Regions from separate parts of the Ovis aries genome. Here region 2 is linked to region 1. Evidence: chromatin contacts called from public Hi-C data. All regions are on one chromosome and are shown on one strand. The core of a region is the stretch at or near the end of the contact, and the rest is flanking DNA. Distances in the headings are between cores, read along the strand shown.

What was found. Hi-C and Micro-C count contacts between places; a contact is called where the count stands out from the background.
Region 2: a Hi-C map of liver shows a contact between it and region 1, with 7 times the contacts expected there. The contact joins two enhancer-like sites. A contact is called at or near these places in 2 of 16 Hi-C or Micro-C datasets (hypothalamus and liver).

What each region holds. Positions count from the first base shown.
Region 1 is chr10:55,465,131-55,467,830 of ARS-UI_Ramb_v3.0, forward strand. No RefSeq gene overlaps it. Among named protein-coding and RNA genes, the nearest start is that of NDFIP2, 280 kb to the left of the region's middle. Within about 2 kb of position 1,376, at least 1 of the 54 cell types and tissues checked has an H3K27ac peak or open chromatin away from gene starts, as enhancers often do. A contact at or near this core is called in liver, where this site is marked.
Region 2 is chr10:55,781,241-55,783,940 of ARS-UI_Ramb_v3.0, forward strand. No RefSeq gene overlaps it. Among named protein-coding and RNA genes, the nearest start is that of SPRY2, 160 kb to the right of the region's middle. Within about 2 kb of position 1,416, at least 37 of the 54 cell types and tissues checked have an H3K27ac peak or open chromatin away from gene starts, as enhancers often do. A contact at or near this core is called in liver, where this site is marked.

The DNA.
Region 1 (2,700 bases), core at 126-2,625:
TAGTTGATTATATAGCAAAATGGTAATAATCTCCAGGATATAAGCTCTCTGGTGGCAAGATTCTCACCTGTTTTGTTCTTAGCAGTTTTGCCAATACCTCAACAGACCTTGGCAACTAACAGTTGCTCAATAAATACTTGTTGAATGAGTGAATCATTAAAAAAAATGATTGGAACACATTGAATGGTTTTGCTATGTTACAATGTCTAGCTTTTCCCAGGTTAGAATTAAATACATTTTCATCCAAATACCCTGTTACTCTGACTTCTGAGTAAGTTCCTTAATTTCCCAGGGACTTATTGAGTGTCTGTTTACTCATCAGTACTTGAGCACCGTGACTGGATTATCAGCCTCTTTCTCTTCTCTTCAACATACCCCAGGACCTACCTCTTCCTCAAGAAAGAATGCTTTCATATTTTCCCCTCTTTGGAGTACTCTAAGGCATTTCGAGGTTTTGCTGTCCACTTGAACAGTTGATAATCGTCCTTTGAAGTAGAGCTTTGAACAAGAGATAAGAAATAGTAATCTAACTGGTGCGTATGCTGATAGTCAAGAGGACCATCTTGCTATTTAAGCCACTGAAGATTATCAATCTCACTCAAAATTACGTAGAAGACGTAATCTATAGCTTCTAATTCTCAACTTCTTTCTCTTCCTCTTCCTCCCTCTAGCATCCTTTGTTTTTCTGAAGTTACACCCCCATGTCTGTGGGATATAAGTATAAAGGAGGGTGAGTGGCATTCTGTACCAGCCGCCTTCTCATAGGCAGCGTGGCCTGACATGGAGTGAAACCAGAGTGTAAAGGCACATACTTTCCTTTCTGATCAAACAGTTTCAAACAAGACTCTCACACCAGAGTGTTCTTTAGGAAAAGTGTCAACAGTAGATATTTGGAGTAATTTTCTTGAGTGGGAGGGACGTTTGACAGAACACACAGTTGTTGGTAATAAGACATATTGTCTCACCTAGATATTCAACCCAGATCCCGGAGGTGACGGATCCACTACCACTGAGGATTTATTCTTGAATTCTTATGCTTTAAGGAGTCTTGAGACATACAGCAACTATACTGCAATAAAAGTTAACTAATAAAAAATGAAAGAATGAAGAAGGGAAACAGATAAGGAAAAAAAAAGTCTTGAGACTAATTCTCAGAAATGGGTTAAATAGCCACAGGAAAGTTTAAGTTGCCCTTAAAAGACTTAACCTTCCCTTCAATTGGTCTGCATATTTTCCAAGAGAAGAATTCGTCAAAGAGCTCATTTAGAAACGTTTTCATTCTGTTGAGACTGGTTCAAACGCTCTCGCAAAGCTTCTTTCTAGACCAATCTGGTTTTCCTGCCAAGAAACTGAGGTTCACTGCTCTTCCGTCTCTGGGGCTTTGGACATTAGCTATTGATCGCCTTCTGAGGTTTGCTCTCTGTTTTTGCCTCTGTGTTAAGCTTACTCACCTCCATAAATCCAAGTTATCTTACTCTATGTAGCTTCTTGGTCCACATTGTTCAGAAGCAGAGCCAGAGGGCAAGGTGGCTGCTGTCACATTGCTGGGGTGGAGGCTGGGGACACTCCCAGGGCCTCCCTAGGGTCTGCCCCTCTCGCCTTAAGGCAGCAGGTTCCCCAAGTCAGACAATGTATTGTCACATGGATTATACCGATTAGCTCTAAGTCAGTTAGGTAACATGAGCCCTTTCAATGGTGTCCTAGGATTCTGTCAGGTTGACTGTTCAAACACTGGTTTTTGGGATCCCCTCCAGCATTCCTTAATGTAATCCAGGCATGTTATTGCAGGTTTTCTTTGAGAAGGGGCTACTTACTTGTCACTTGGAATATTTTCAGTTTTAAGTCAAAACCTTCTTAGTAGTAATAAAAAAAAAAAAAGACATGAGAGAATATGGTGAAAAGTGAGAGGGATTTGGGAAATGTAGAAAAAGAAAACAAAACAAAAAACCCACCCCCAAAGCAGTAGTGTATCAAATGCCAAACTTATATTAAGGGCATATGCGTTCTGGGAATGAGGTTTCTGGTGTGTGTGTGTGTGTGTGCGCGCACGTTTCCCTGTTGTGCATAGAAATTGAAATAATTTTGCGCTGTTTAGGATTTTGTCTTTCCAAGGAACTACTAAGATCCTTAAAAAACAGAGGGATACAGGCAAAAGAGTTCTGCTCTGAGCTGCTTACAGCGCTTGGATATGGGCTTCTGTGTTCCCTTCCTGGGCAGGAGAAAGCTGTCTAGGCTACAGGTGGATCCCCAACTTACCACTGGCTGGGTTGGACTGGCTGCTAGTAAAAAGATAGGCAAATTTCTGGAAGCCAGGGCAGACAGAGGCTGTGGCTCCACATGACTCAGATTGTTATTATTGCTGGAAGGAAAAGACTCAGCAGTTCCTTGGAGGCGCTCAGAACTTGGGGTGAAGGCAGAAAGAGATGAGACTTTAGAAACCCAACCACTGGATGATGTCTTTTGAGTATATATGAAATGTCAAGCTTTGGCAGACTTTCTCCGTATAGAATGTCTGTGTGTGTGTGTATGCATGCCCATGAGTCAGTCTTGTCCAACTCTTTGTGACCCCGTGGACTGTAGCCCACCAGGCTCCTCCGTCCATGGGATTCTCCAGGCAAGAATGCTGGAGTGGGTTGCCATTCCCTTCTCCAGGGGATCATCCCGACCCAGGGATTCAACCTGGGTCTCATGCTTTGAATA
Region 2 (2,700 bases), core at 166-2,665, 320 kb after region 1:
CTGAATATTTTAAGTGAATTCAGTGCCATATTTCTACATAGACACTCACAACATAACTTCTATTCTGGATTAAATAGAAGAAAGGCAGAGGCATTGTTGGTGAGACACAGTACAGTTACTGTTCAGGATGTATAATGGTTCTAGGGCTGGTTGGGAGAAAATGTCCAGTTTCTGGGCCCACAACAGATAATGGTCATAAAAAGTAATTTCAGATGTCCCACATAAACAAAAATGCACCTAAACGCAGGTACTGTAGGGAATGTGAGTGAGAAAGGGTGAACGTAAAAGTCATGCCTTCACTTTTTAATTCATCTTGACATCTAAAAGTGCTTAGTCAATAAGGGCTCGTGCTTTTGGACAGGGCATTAGCAGGTTAAGTATGTTGTAAGTGAAGAAATCAAGACCAAGTCTCTTCCAATTCTGCAGAAAATTCAATGGTGAGAATATTCATTTTTAAACACAAAAGTTAATGGGTAGTCCATGAGAATAATAGCATAGAATTTTCTCTTCCATTTTTATTAGAAACAGATCAAGTAAAATTTTTAATAAATACGCCTCAAAAATAGAGCAAATGTTGCTTTTAGCACAAGCTTATACCTTTCCCAAACTGCCCTATGTTAATTAAAGTTGCAAAAAGAAGTTTTTCGCAGTTTTAAAATTATGTATAAGGAAAGATTGAATAACAGGATGGGGGCATCATTATGCTAAAATGTTGGCTGAAAATAGTAAGAAACAAAACTCCCCATATGCTTAAGGTCTCAACAATCTATTTTTAAAGATGCTGGAAAAAAATTTACAAAGTGTTCATAATGGTTTCCTTCAAATGGTGGTATCATGGTTGAATTTTTCCAGCTTTATAGTTCTATTTCTGTAGTTCATATAATCTACATGTTTTATTTTTACAGTCCTTGGGGGAATAAAACAAACGTCCTATGATATCATAATATAGAAATATCATATGCATATTTCAGTTCCCTTAGCGGTGACGTTCACATTCTGAGACTCTGGCAGCATTCTCTTTTTTTCCTTGCTAAATTAATCAAATCACGCCAAGATATTTTTTATTTCTAAACTCTCAATGAGAGTTTAACTTTGAAACAAGGAACTCTATTTTTTTCCCCCTTTGCTGAACACAGCGTCTGTGCTTTTTCTGGAATCTAAATGAGATGCCTTCAACCAACTAATCTCAAAGGCGGGAGAACAAGAGCCTCCATAGAGCTCCTGGGCAGCACAGTCACTGTTACTTTAAGAGTAGCGTTCGCCTCCCCCTCACACCCACAGACTCTCTTTGCACAGCAAGTGCCAAGCAGTGACATCTACTATAGTTTCTAGGACACGACGGCCTCTGCTATACAGAGAGGGGGAAAGGGAGGGAAAGAAGGCGGGTGGTGAGGGAGAGAGAGCACAAATCCAGCTATGTTCCCAGAGGATGAGTCACTTCCTCCCAATAATCCTGAGATGCTGTTTATGGCTGTGCTGCTGATAGGCTGCCCGGCTGGGTTTCTCAGCAGAGCTGCGGGCGGCGGCAGCCCCCCTTGGCTGTCCATTAATCACCAGGGGCTGTACCCGCTGCACACAGAGTGGGAGTTCTGCCTACGAGTGGCCTCTAGCTGTCTCCAGCTCAATGAAATGACCCTGTGTGAAAACTTGTTTTATGAGAGATTGGTTTATTTGTAACTAAACTACTTCCTCCGTTATTTGATAAGCTCAAATATTTGCTACTGATAGTCTGAGAGTGCCACATTTATTATCCTATTTCAGTGGTTGCCTAACTCCTTTGGAACGGACTCCCTTAACCCTTTGAGGGACGGCAGGAACTTTTAATGGACCAACTTCTATTTGCTTCCAGCAAAGCCAGGGCCATTTTGCAGGCAATCGGTGTGGATAGACTAGGACACGGGGATCAAAGAGAGGTCGTACTTTTCCCAACAAGAACATAGACAACTGTAGAAGCAGGGGGTCCTGGGGGTAGGGGTTTCTGAAGCCACCTTAAAAAGGAAGAAAAAGTATTCTAACTCACTGATGGAAATCTAAGACGTCCTCTGCAGATGGGTTTTTATGTTTTAATTTTTTATTTTATATTGCCAATTAACAATGCTGCGATAGTTCCAGGTGAAGAGCGAAAGGATTCAGCCATACACGTGCATGTATCCATTCTCCCCCAAACTCCCTTCCCTTCTAGGCTGCCACATAACACTGAGCAGAGTTCCCTGTGCTGTACAAGATGGGTATTTCTTAAGTCGCAAATTATAAGTGTGTCGTGATGACTTTCTGTCTTTTCTTAGACCCCCAAAATATCATGTGTGCAGGGCTTGCTGTCTGCAATCCCACCGCATTCTGGATTTTGAAATTTGGCCTTTTGGAGTCTGAGCTCATTTGCATTTGGCAGAACTTGATTTCCTGCTTCTACAGAAGGGGGGCGGTGGTGAAAGGCTTCACAGTCCTGCCTCAAAGGGCTCAAAGGGCTTTCGGAACATATTAAACTATGTTTCCAAGAGTTCAATGAACCAGAATGAGGCAGATTTCATTGGAAATGAAAAAGAAATACAGGCTTTGTTACATGCAATACACTTGAAAAAAAAACCCTAAGTTGAAATCTCTCTCCTGACAAACACGCTGAGGCTGTTTTTCAGTTTTCTTGCTCTCCGGTCGGCTACACAGAGCCCTCAGTGAATGCAGAAGAAGCTAAGGAAATAACCA